Regions from separate parts of the Danio rerio genome. Here region 1 is linked to region 2. Evidence: chromatin contacts called from public Micro-C data. All regions are on one chromosome and are shown on one strand. Each heading gives the region's core, a stretch centred on a gene start, on an enhancer-like site or on the middle of the called end of the contact. The rest is flanking DNA. Distances are from core to core; before and after follow the strand shown. Region 1 holds the start of casp7 (caspase 7, apoptosis-related cysteine peptidase). Region 2 holds the start of plekhs1.1 (pleckstrin homology domain containing S1, tandem duplicate 1).

Region 1 (6,325 bases), core at 3,273-5,772, 150 kb before region 2:
TTAAGTTAACTTAATCAATTTGTGTTGGGCCAACAGGAATAAATTGTGAGGAACCCAGCATTTATTACAGTGTAAAAAATAAAAATAAAAACATCTGTAATATTATATCATAAATACAGTATGTACTATACAGTATTTGGTAAAATGTCAAGTACTGTAATATGTAGAATAACAAACAGCTTAAAAATGGTGTTTACTTTAAAATAATAATCAACTGAACGTACATTACACCTTTTTAATAATTAAATTAATTCAAATCAAATCATGTTTATTTTTACAGCTCTTTTAATGTAGATTGTGTCAAAGCAGCTTAACATAGAAGTTCTAGTAAATTGAAACTGTGTGAATTACCTCATAGTATTACAAAATCAAGTAATGTTAGAAAAAACAGAAAAGGTGTATGAGGTTCTTGGTAATGTTTTTTTTTGGTGTCCGCGGTGTAAACAAAACCTCACCTCACTGACCGCCTCTGATTGCTTCTTTGCATTGATGTTGACTGGTGTCTCATAAACACTTGTAAAAGTGTTGTTCTTTGGGTTATGCCTGTGAGATATGAGAGATAAATTATTACATATTCAACAAATAACTTAAACAAATTGTACGAACTGAAGCAATGAAAAACAATGCATTGATTATAAATAAAATCCAAGCCAAAAACAAACTTACACTTGGCAGTATGGTCTTTTCTGATGGCTCACATAATTATTGGCAGTCAGAACCATCTTACAAACCTCGCAGTGAAAACATGCTTTGTGCCAGTTCTGAAAGAGAAAAGAGGGACGTATAAATGTGAAACATTCAACAATATAAATCTGTATTTTAAATTCCTCCTCCTAAAGATCTGTCTAGCTTAAAGAGATAGTTCACACAAAACTGAAACCTTTACTTGTTCTACAACTATTTGAGAGTATTTCTTCTGTTGAACACACACAAAAAAAAGATGTTTTGAAAAATGCTGGAAATCTGTAACCATTAACTCCCATAGTATTTGGGTTTCCTATTATGAAAGTCAATGGTTGCAGGTCTTCAGCTTTCTTTAAAACATCTTCATTAGTTTTTCAAAGTCATAAAAGTTTGAAAACACTTTAATGTGAGTGAATAAACTCTCATTTTTAGGTGAACTATCTCTTTATTTAGTTCCACATGGTCTTGCTTGTTTCAAAAAAACATAGTTACCAAACTAAAAAGTACTTATGATTATCTAAAAACTGTTATTTCAAATCGTAAGTGCACTGACACACATGTAAAGCCTTACCTGACCAATAAGATTGACCTTCTCTGCTGGGTATACCACAAACCCACACCTGGCGCACTTCTGAACATTCATATTTCATCCAATTTAAAAGCCAAAATCCAGAGAAAAATAAAAGAGCTTCTACCAGCAACGGTATAGGAACAGCAAGGCGTCCCAGACAGTCCCTTGTCCCCACTTGTGTGTCAGTCTCTGTCCTGTGTTAAACTTAGATGTGCTCTGGGATTGAGAGCCGGTCTAGTAGATGGCAGTAGGTGTCAGTTCCAGCTCTCTTTAGCTGTGGCCGATCAGCTGACTGGTTGACCAGCTGTCAGTTATAGTCGAAGCGGTCACTGAGTTGTGATCACAGTGTTGTTCACTTTTGAGTATGTTAGTCAGAGCCTTCAGACGAGCTCTAAATAGGTGAATGAAGTCACGGCTGGATTGGTCCACGTGTTATGAAATCTTTTCTTTCTAGTAGCCTATGTGCACTGTATGGCGTCATGTTCTCAAATAAGATTTAATTGTTCGTGCTTTCGTGCATCATCTTCAAACATCAAGCTGATGGTTGGTCATTTTAAATATTTCATTATTTGATAACATAATATAAAATGTGATTAAGTTCATTAAAGATTTCTAAAGCACCCACATTTACTGCTTTTTTTGTAGTAAACCCCTTACATGCATACCAGTCGTTCCCAAAGTGGGGGTTGCGGGACAATGACAGGGGCTTGCTTGGTGATTTCCAAAATAAATCAATTTTATTAAACCATAAATACAGCAGTTTTTAATAGTTGAAGACAAAAACATGCAAATGAAAAGCCGTTAGCCTTTATTTAATTTTTTTTTTCATAGGATTGGTGTGTTTACATTAGACAGTACAGCAATAGTGTCAGCTGCTGCAGATTGATTTTATAGCACTAGGTTAAACTTTCTGACATCTTTATGGCAATCGAATACATTAAAAATAAATACAGGCCACAACTGAACATCGTGGATGATCTCTGATCGGCGGTCTCCAAAATTAAACCAAGAATAGACTTGTGCTGAAAACATTGTGTCCACCAGAGGTTAAAATTAAATTCATTCATTCATTCATTCATTTTCTTTTTGGCGTAGTGCCTTTATTAATCTGGGGTTGCCAAAGTGGAATGAACCGCCAACTTAGCAGCATATGTATTACACAGAGGATGCCCTTCCAGCTGTAACCCCTCACTGGGAAACACCCAAACACACTCATGGACTATGGACAATTTTAGCTTACCAAATTCACCTATACCACATCTTTGGACTTGTCAGGGAAACCAGAGCACCCCGAAATAACCCACACAAACAGGGGGAGAACATGGAAACTCCACACAGAAATGCCAACTGACCCAGCCGAGGCTCAAACCAGCGACCTTCTTGCTGTGAGGCAGCAGCGCTGCACCACCACTTCGCCCCTAAAATTAAACTAAACAAATTAATAAATGACTATAAAAAAATTGAATGGTTGTTAGGCTGTTGCACTTTTTGTGTTGTTATTATGCATGTGTTTATATAGGCCTACATTTGTGTGCGCAACGTTTGTATGTTTATAAAAACCTCCAAGGAATTTGCAGGTTGTGAGTCACTGGCATTGTTATTTCAGGGGTCTTGGGCTGAAAAGTTTGGGAACTCCTGGGCCCTGCCTTATACTATAAAGGCTTATTTAGGATTTTATATCTACGTAAGTGACATAGTTTAAAGTAAATGTGTATAATTCTATAAACAAGGCACAGTTTTTAAGTTTATGGTCCCATAGAAAACCTATTCAAATCTGAAGTAGATTCTTTTAAAATCTTTGCAGGGACAGTTTACACCCAAAAACGAAAATTCTGTTATTATTTACTCATCCTTGACTTGTTCCAAAACAGTGTTCAACAGAACAAAGTCAAATTCAAATGAAGGGTGACTAAATGATTACAGAATGTTCATTTTTGGGTGAAATATTTCACTTCATTTACAATAGGCGACCTCAAGAAAAAGTGAAACTTGATATGTATAACGCTAATTGTGATGGCACTGTGCCAAACCTATTGTAGGTACTATCAATGCATGGTTTTTTATATCACAGACGAAGCTGATTGTATAATAAAGTGTTGCGGAGATACTTATGTGCTTAACTTGTGTGCATTTTTTGCCATATAAGACAAATGCTAAGTTATTTTGTGCAGTTAGATTAACTTAAATTCTATAATATTCTGCTGGCATATTCTGAAAATAAAATATTTTGTTTCTAAATGTAAATGTACTTTTTTTTCCATGAGAAGTGGCTACCTTAAAAAATATAGAATATGCCTATACACAGCTTCTGTGGTTGATGCTAAAGCAGGGGTGGGCAAACTCGGTTCTGGAGGGCCAACTCTAATCAAACACACTTGGTTCTACAATTATAGTGATCTTGAAGACACTGAGGTGTGTTTGATTAGTGTTGCCCACCAGGGCCCTCCAGGACCGAGTTTGCCCACCCCTGTGCTAAAGAGAATATCAGGTGTTAACAATTTTAAATATAATATTTGGAAAATATAGGGCGACACGGTGACGTAGTGGTCTCACTGTAAGAAGGTTGCTGTTTCGAGCCTCAGAGTTTGCATGGATTTCCTCCGGGTGCTCCGGTTTTCCCCACAAGTGCAAAGACACGCACTTTAGGTGAATTAAATAAGCTGTGATTGGCCATAGTGTATGTGTGTAAATGCAATGTATGAGTGTTTTCCAGTGCTGGGTTGCACTCAGTGCTGGGCATCCGCTGCTTAATAACATATGCTAGAATAGTTGGCAGTTCATTCCGCTGTGGCAACCCCTGATGAATAAAGGGACTAAGCCAAAAAGAAAAAGAATGAATGAATAATTGGATAATACAAGACATCATTTCCAAGGTCAAAGTCATCACAAGGGTGTTGCATTCTTCAAGTTAATTATAAGACAAATTATATTAGTTTTTCATTCCTTTACGTAATTGGAAAATTTATAAATAATATTTACAAAAACAGTTATTTGACATGATGTCTGGTTGATAACTCATTACACTAATATTAGCCTATTATATTATATTATATTATATTATATTATATTATATTATATTATATTATATTATATTATATTATATTTTTTATATTTCATATTATAGCCTACTTTACGTCTATATACAATATTTATAAAACCATGTTTATATATACTGTATATATGACTTTCATTTTTCCGAACTCTATTCTTGTGTATAAACGGGAACACTAACAGGAAGTTGCGCAGCAAAGTTTTCTGAAGTGCCTGTTTCTTTAAATACACGGATCTCTGAGTCAGACTGGAAGTGGAGGATCGCAGGTTTGAAAGTAGTTTCGTTTTCTCTGTGTAGTACTTACAACGTTTATTTGGAATAGCAGAATACAAGACTGAGGCTGATTCGTCAGAAATGTAAGTTTGAAGAGTTAGGAGACTGTAATATCATGAAAACATTAGCCTGTTATGCTTAACTAAACCATCGTTGTTTAGTCCATCAACTGTACAGAATCAAATTGAGTTGCGTTGCTAACGATTGCATTATGAAGCGTTAACGATTTAATTCTTTGTGTGGGCCTGTATTTAATAATATTCAAATGTTGCGAATTACAAGGATTATAAAAAAGACAGGTACTAACCAGGTCAAATTACCTTCGGAGAGCTTTTAACCTCCTTTGCAATGTATTCAAGAGTTATGATAACAGAAATGGCTATGTATTATATTATCAACATCTATAATCCGTTATTTACGTAATAATATGTTGAACTTGACAACTTAAAGCTTTAACGTTAGCAGTGATCCGTTTTTATCATATTTCCATAATGTCACAAAGCTTACTTCTTTGGCTTAAACATTCATAACGTTACATAAACACGTAAGTTAAATTTGTCCCCCCGAGCTATAAACTTTTACACCTATTACTACTTAATAAATGGGTCAATTAAACATACAGTTAAGGTGACACTATGAAGTGAAAGTAAAAGCTTAATTACTTAATAACTGATGATGAGTAGCTGTAGTAGGGCAACTGCTTGAAGAAATTCCCCATGTACTGTAAACAGAACATTAGAGATGTACTGTAATACATGTAGAGTTATTTGCAATACAATCATGGTGAATATGAGCACGTTTTTTATGTTGTTAATTCTTAATTTGATGTCTGAAAGAGACCAGAGTACCCACAGACATTTTTTGTTAAAAACAACTGAACGGTTACAGTAGCCAAGTAGACCTCAGTAAGGAAAGGTGTGGCCATGTCAAGAAAATACTTTGAATACCAGAAGTCAAAAAATCCCCATAGTTTTAAAGCTTGATTTCCTTATAAGTGACCGTGTGTTAACAATCAGATCAGTGAATTTTTTTTCATTCTTGCTCCAGAATGGATAAAGAAGCCCTTACTTCCGAGAACGAGGTGTCAGGGGATGACCAAGAGAATTACGGAAAAGGAGATGTGACAGATGCAAAACCTGACCCAAAAGCAATGTGCAGGTACCACGAATAGTGACCTTACCGTTTTTTTTTTTTTAAATGCCTCATAATTATGCTTTCTCTGAATGTGACCTTACATGCAGGATGTACCTGTAGTCTAGTTGTTCGTGAACATAAAACATTCTCAAGGTTTAATTGAATTTAGTTAATTGTCTCTCAAAAGACAGAATCAATTCTGAAATCATCTTTGCAAGGATAGTTCACTTAAAAATGAAAATTCTGTCATCCTTTAGTCAGCCTTGATATGTTACAAACCAGTTGAGTGTTTGGTTTGATAGAACACAAACATACACACACACACACACAAACACACACTTTAATAATAATAATATTAATAATAATAAATAATAATTATACCTTACATTTATATAGCGCTTTTCTGGACACTCAAAGCGACTTATATTTTTTTAAGGGGGAATCTCCTCATCCCCCACCACCATGCAGCATTCTGCATGACATGACAGCAGCCTTATTGCACCAGACTGCACACCAAACACCAGCTGATTGGTGGAGAGGAGACCTCAATTATGAAATGGGGATGGTCAGGAGACCATGATGGATAGAGGCCAATGGCTACATTTAAACAG
Region 2 (7,198 bases), core at 2,084-4,583:
TTGTTAGCTTAAATTCAACCTAAGAATAGTTTACAACCACTTAACTTAAATCAATTTAGTAAATCTAAGGAATCATGTTTGAATTTTTTTTTCAGGGTACTTCAATTTGTAAAAGTGTAAAAAATGTAACTTAATTTTTGTTGGGACAACATGAAGTAATTGTGTGGAACCCAGCATTTTTCACAGTGTATAATCATTTAAAAACAACATGTTTTAAGGAACATTAAAGAATGTTCTTTCATCGGTTCATCAAGCATTGCCCTGATCACCCTTGCCTTACAGCATAGACTTTTTAAGAATTAAGTTTTTTTTTTAAGTTTTTAGCATAAATCAGAGGTCTGTCGTCATCATGTACCTGAAGGCTGATCTCTAGTGTTTTATTCCTCTCTTTCTTTCAAAGAGAAGTTAAATCGATGTAAACTCCCAAAAAAAAAAACATGCAGCAAAAAAAAAATAAAAAAATTGTGTAAATGCTGCATTGTGTCTCAAAGTGGTCAGGATTAAACGGAGTAGCATAGCTCATTAGTCCTTGTTGACAAGGCTGTGGTATTAAGAGTTTTTTTTTTTTTTTTTGAGAATTGTAGGTATGCAAGCTTCTGGTAAACTGAAACGTCTGGTCAACCTATTTATAGATTATTCGTCACAATGAACTCGAAAACCCCTTCACATTTTTTTTTTTTTCAAATTCAATACATAGTTCACCCAAAAATTGTAATTCTGCCATACTCATTCTTTATCGTTCTACTGAGTTTTTACTTCTACTGAACACAAAGGAAGATGTCTTGAAGAAAGTTGGAAAAGAAGTTTTGAAATGATGACAGCAAAGTTTGTCTCGTATTTATCAAAAATGTACAACAAATCTGACAAGCCATTTATTCATACATTTTCTTTTTGACTTAGTTTATTAATCAGGGGTTGCCACAGCAGAATGAACAGCCAACATAGGTTTTTACACAACAAATGCCAGTACAGCTGCAACCCAGTACTGGGAAACATCCACACACGCTCATAGTTTATTCAATTCACCAGTACTGCACGAAAACCAGAGCACTTGGAGGAAACCCACATGAACATGACGAGAACATGCAAACTCCACACAGAAATTCCAACTGGAATAAAAAATAATGGTACAATAAATGACGATCTGTGTCCAAAAATGAAGATCAATTCTCTCATGCTATTTCTATATTGTTTAAAGCAGTTTTTTTGTTGTTGTTGTTGTTTCCATGTCACACTATAGGTTATATGGTGGTTTAATATTAAAGAAACAGTTCAGTAAAAAATTTATAAATATATACATATATATATATATATATATATATATATATATATATATATATATATATATATATATATATATATATATATATATATATATACATATATATATATATACATATATACATATATATATATACATATATATATATGTATACATATATATACATATATATATACATATATATATATATATATATATATATATATATATATATACATATATATATATATATATATATATATATATACATATATATATATATATATATATATATATATATATATATATATATATATATATATATATATATATATATATATATATATATATATATATATAATTTATATTAGTGACCCTCAAACATCAGACTTCAAACTTCATGAATATATCTAGTCTTTCCTTAAAAATGTTGTTGGACAAAAAAGTAATCATTACTCTTGGTTTTTAGTGTCTACACATACCCCCTACCCCTACAGTGTTGGCATTTGCTCTATAAAGAGTGCATGTGCCTGACAATGTCTGTGCAAGTCTGCAGCCAGATGCTACTGGCTGACAGTGTGATAAATATGTAAGCAAGTCTAACATGTCTTCAGTGAGCAGGACTCTCTAGCGGTGATTTCTGAAAATGCAGTGAGTGGAATAAATAATTTTTCAGACCTGTAGATCGCTTGCTTTGCTGCAAGGTTGAATTTGCTTTCTGCTCTAAAAAGCACATTTGAAAACTGTGCTTAAAAAGTGCTTATGCAAGTCACTTGAAAGTAAAACTGTCTGCTCATTGTTGATCAGAGTGTATATGTTTATGTTCATTTGCATCATCCATCAAGACTGACTGACAGATTGGCTTTTTGTGGATTTATGTCAAGGTGTGATCCAATCTAACTGAAAGATTCTGTACTTAATTTATTTTAAATTTTATACACCCTTTAAAATAAAGGTTGTTTGTTGCTATTGTTGTCTCTATGAATAATCTTCACATTAATAGAACCTTTTCATTGCGCTAAAGGTTATTTATAGTGAAAAATGCTTTAAAATCATTAACATTTTCGACAAGAACAAAAAGCCTCTTTTGAGACCAGAACCAAAAAAGGCTCTATTTGTACTGAATAGACATTTGAGGAACTCTGAACAAATGATTTTACATAATCAAACACCACTGTTTTTTATGTAGCCCTTTTTCCATTATGAATTATAAATTCAGGTGGTTGGCTGGTCATTTGGGTTGGAACTTTGGCTTTTTTCATTTTGGCACCCAATAAAATGGCTTAAGAGTTTCTTCATTCAGGCAGAGAATCAGGTTTTAAATCAAAGGCTCTAATTGTGAAAACATGTACTCCAGATAACAAATAGGGAGAAGGTCTTTTAAAAATTGATGCAATTCTTGCAAGATGACTACTTGCATTTTCTGTTGTCAAAGCGTCTTTGAAAATATAAACGGAATGTATTGGAATTTTCAGACGTCATCTTAGTTCCTCGTGTTAATCGTGTTCCCAGAAATAAACATGCACAGAGTTTCTAAAAAAAAAAAAAAAACATTAAACAAACAAACACAAAAAAAGTGTAAACTGATTCTAACTGATTAGCTAATGACTGATTCTGAATAATTAATCTGATCTCATTTATATGAGGAGGGCAACCAAACTATAATTTGACTTTTCAGACTTACTATGTAAATATTGCTTTGCCTCTACTTAAAAATTACCCAATTTTAGAAGGTCAAAATTACTAATTAGATATTACAGTATCTTTTTATATGATATCAAAAGACACAAAAAAATTAAAAAGCCAGCATATGGATGTTTATCAGCTCAGTTTATAAAGAATTTATCTAAATAACTACAATCATCTCAGACATTCCAGTAAGGCAAACCCCCATGCATCATGTTTTCAAGTCACTGCCAGTAATCTAGCAATTCTCAAAACCAAATTTTTGGTGACCCATGAATTTTGAAGTTTCCAACAAAGGGAGGACTCACTGAAAGCTTTACGAGAATCTCCACCTCCCTCAAAAACAAAAAGAGTCTTCCTTCAAAATACTGTAACAGATTTTGAGAACAGGACAGCGGTGCAAAGGAGACACATACAATACAGGTAATGCATTTAAAATATACAGCACAGTTCGTTTTAAGCAGATATGATGACTGTGTAGCTGCTTACTACATTTTGCCCATATGAATCTTTCTGACATATTTATCATTTATATATATATATATTGCATATTTAAGCTTAAAAATACTAATAAATTACAAACTATTTGATAAAAGAAAGTTGTTCATGTTTGGTTTTAGATGAACAGATTTATTATAGACAGAATTTTAAAAATTAGATGATTCACGCAGAAAAGGGATCATTCAAATGAAATTACTCAAAGCTTTTGTACTTCAAAATTAAAATAGCGTCTATAAATCAAAATAACATTACAGACCTGACTTGATTTTCACAGAGAGGATCTTTTGTGTGCCACAAAATAAAGCATAATAGTTTATAATGGCATTTAGAGTGAGAAAACCTTCAACATTTTTATTTTGGTTGAACTAATTATATTCCTTTCAGGTTTTTAACACATTAAATACATTTATTTAAAATTCTAGTATTAAAAAGCAGCTTATTTATATATTACAACTGTTACAATTAAAACTTCCTTAACTATCGTTTGATGAGTGCCTTCATAACTTATTTCATTCTTCTTTTGCACAGAAACAACATCTTCTAAATGTACAACAGAAAAAAATCAGGTATGCCTAAGAACACAACCACAGGAACCAGAATAGCTGGAGAAGATATTAGACTACAAGAAAACACTTGGCTAATATAATTTATACAGATTGAGATGAGTTATTATTCTGTAATTGAGTGTATGCTTTCTTCTGCAACAGATTCAACTGCTTCAAACCATAGTGAAGCAGCTGAGATGGAGGACTTATGTTCAGGTTTCCTGTACAAATCCCCTCCTTCTGGCCAAATAAGAAAGATGGTATGGATTTTGGATTTTGTAAACTTACATTTTTTGCAGGTTTTCTCCACATTTCAAATAAACGGTTTCATTGTCTATTGCAGAAATCCTGGAAGCGTCGCTTCTTTGTGCTTGAAAAGAAAAACAACGGCAGCCACGAGCTAAAATACTACAAAACCACTGAGAAAGACAAAGCTATAAAGTCCATTGAGGTTTCAAGGTAAGACAAAACTTGGTGAATGCTTTTCAGTTAAATAAATTATTAATATTATTCAATGATAAATACATTTATATACACTCCTATGCAGCATCACATTGCTCTACGTGGGACCCGAATCACATTCGGCTTTTGAATGGATCTCTAAAACCTTCAAGTGCTCTTCTTCCTCTGTGCTCTTCATGAAAACAGAAAATCCAACAGACAAGGTGCAGCGAGAATACTTTTTCATCGGCGACTCCAGGTTTGTCATGATTACCTTTAGTGAACTTTAATTACTTAATAAAAGTACAATAATAAACGAACATTTATTTACAACAAATAATCTGTTGTTTTCAGTGAGGAGGTGAATAGATGGTTTAATGCTATATTCGGAGTTTTGAAGGTAAGACATTCTATTTTTAATGTGAAAAGCTGCAATTAGTTTCTTTATAAATAATAAAATGATGCACTTTTATTTAAAAAAATGGACTGAATCGTTGTTAAATATTTTATTGCATAACCCTTATAAAAATGTATATGCATGTCTATTGACAAACCATTGTATACATGTGTTCATGCATATATTGATACATTTTGTTTATCTAAAAATCATATTTTGTTGATAAATTTACTCTTGGTAAGTTACTATTGTTTAAATTCTTGAAAACTTTAAGTATTGTGAAAATCAATCCATAACATTGTGTTCAATTCTGATCAATCTTGATTGTTTTAAATAAAAAAAAAAATATTTAATGAATTCCAATGGGGTTATTAATGGTAATTCTTGGATTCCATGCTCTTATTTTAAGATTTTAAATTAGCAATTAAAATTTACATTAATAATCCTATTATTAATGTATGTAAATGCAGTGATTACTAAATAAAATTGTATACATTCAAAGCTTTAAAAAAATCACATTCACCATTTAATTGGTTTTATTCAAACTAAAAAGTCTTTTTTTTTTATGTGTTCACAGAATTTCAAAATTGAATCACAAACCAAACCACAAACCATGACAGAATCCACTGACAAAAACCCTTGTGACAGCGACAAGGTAAATTAATCCTCAATGTTTCTCTCTTATGCTTATTGTGACTTAAACTGACTTCCCAGCTGAAATATTTCTTCCCGTACCTCTCGCTGTAGAGTAAAGCCGTCAGTCGACCCGCAGTGCCTCCAAGGACGAGGTCTTTTGAAGTTGTTACCAGCCATCCTGAAGAGTGCTGCCAGCAAACACACAATAGAAACCGATCTGAAACAAAGGTATTGCATTGTTGTAATTTTAACACTGCCACTAAAACCAAACACTTGCATCGTTATACATTATTAAATTAAAATATTTCATGCTGATACAACTGCTTGACTTATTCAGGTGAGTGAAAAAGAAGAAAGCCTTGATGAGACCGGAGAGGAAAGCAATGAGGAGCTGTCGTCAGAGTAAGACAAACTCTTATTCTGGATTTAAAATGTACATTACTTTATCGTTAAAATGTTAAATAAACCATTCTATTTGTAACTACCGTAATTGTCCTTGAAAAAGTGGTGCGATAGAATCATTCGTCTGATTAGCAGCTTTTAGCAAATTTAAGCTGTTTGCAATTATTAATAATTACACTGTACACTAAAAAAGTGATTTGTTACTAAAAGCGAGTAAACCAGTTGCCTTTAAAGAAACAAATTGACTTTACAAAAATAATGTAAGTAAACCTAGTTCCTTGGAACTTTTAAGTTGACTTGTTTTTTGCAATTATGCAAATTGTATTCACTTTTTTTTTTAATGAAAGTAAACTAATCACTTTTTTTCAATACACATTTACAATTACTATACTTGCTTTTTTCAGCTTTTCTGTATCTAGCAAAATGACAGTAACAAAAATAAATCTGCTCTTCCAGACTCCAGTGTGTCTTCTAAATTCAATAAAGGCTATAATTGTAGATTTTATAGACTTAATGAAGCACCAAATATGTAATACTGTGATAATTACAGTAATTGTTTGAAAACATACTCTAAAAAGGGATTAGTTGACATTAAAAAAGCACAATTAGCATAATTATAAAAAGTCAACTTAACATTTCCAAGTTTCAATGGGTTTATTTTCTTTTTGTAAAGTCAACTTGTATTTCAGACAATTGGTTTACTCGTTTTGATTAACTAATCACTTTTTACAGTGTAAAAAATGCTGGGTACAATCGATTTGTGTTGGGACAACATGAATGAAGTTATTTGTTTTTAAAAAATGTAAATTTGTTGTAAAAAAGTTGTCGCAAAAAATCCTAAATAATTCTTTTGCAGATCATTTTAATTTAGTAATTTGAACCAACAACAAACATAACTTCCTTAGTGTATGAAAGCTTGTTTGTAGTAGTCAAGTGTCATTTTGCAGTTTTAAAATGTATGCTGTTTCTCCATGATTTTGCTGACTGACTTGTTTTCTAGACTCATGCTTTGTACAGAAATGTCAGTGATATAAATAATCAGTTTACTTAACAAGTATTTGCCTTTTTCCTAAAGGGAGAGTGGGATTGGTTCATCTGAAGACAGTCTGTTGACCTGTATGACGCAAGTCTTCAATAATTTAAAGACACAGGAAAAAATCACCGAGCCACACAGTCAAACACCACAAAGGTAAAAACAATTAAGCATAAACAGAATATTTCTAATGTAAAGCTTCCAGTTGTATGAAGTAACCAATTATTGCTTATTTTCTTATTATTACTTATAATCTTTTGCATTTTTTTTTTCTTTCAGTACCACCATCAGCGACA

What was found. A called contact is a pair of places that touch in the nucleus more often than the background predicts.
Region 1: a Micro-C map of caudal fin shows a contact between it and region 2, with 8 times the contacts expected there. The contact joins the promoter of casp7 here to the promoter of plekhs1.1 in region 2. A contact is called at or near these places in 2 of 18 Hi-C or Micro-C datasets (caudal fin and an unstated tissue).

Annotation. Positions count from the first base shown.
Region 1 is chr12:32,469,186-32,475,510 of GRCz12tu, reverse strand. casp7 (caspase 7, apoptosis-related cysteine peptidase) reads left to right here and starts at 4,522. Exons shown (of 8, transcript NM_001020607.2): 1 at 4,522-4,663; 2 at 5,628-5,738. The coding sequence starts at 5,731. nrap (nebulin-related anchoring protein) reads right to left here and starts at 1,586. Exons shown (of 43, transcript NM_001324547.1): 1 at 1,256-1,586; 2 at 667-761; 3 at 456-543. The coding sequence starts at 1,327.
Region 2 is chr12:32,315,851-32,323,048 of GRCz12tu, reverse strand. plekhs1.1 (pleckstrin homology domain containing S1, tandem duplicate 1) reads left to right here and starts at 3,333. Exons shown (of 13, transcript NM_001114564.1): 1 at 3,333-3,370; 2 at 3,977-4,014; 3 at 4,156-4,253; 4 at 4,337-4,452; 5 at 4,541-4,693; 6 at 4,789-4,834; 7 at 5,409-5,486; 8 at 5,579-5,695; 9 at 5,805-5,869; 10 at 6,945-7,058; 11 at 7,182-7,198. The coding sequence starts at 4,191.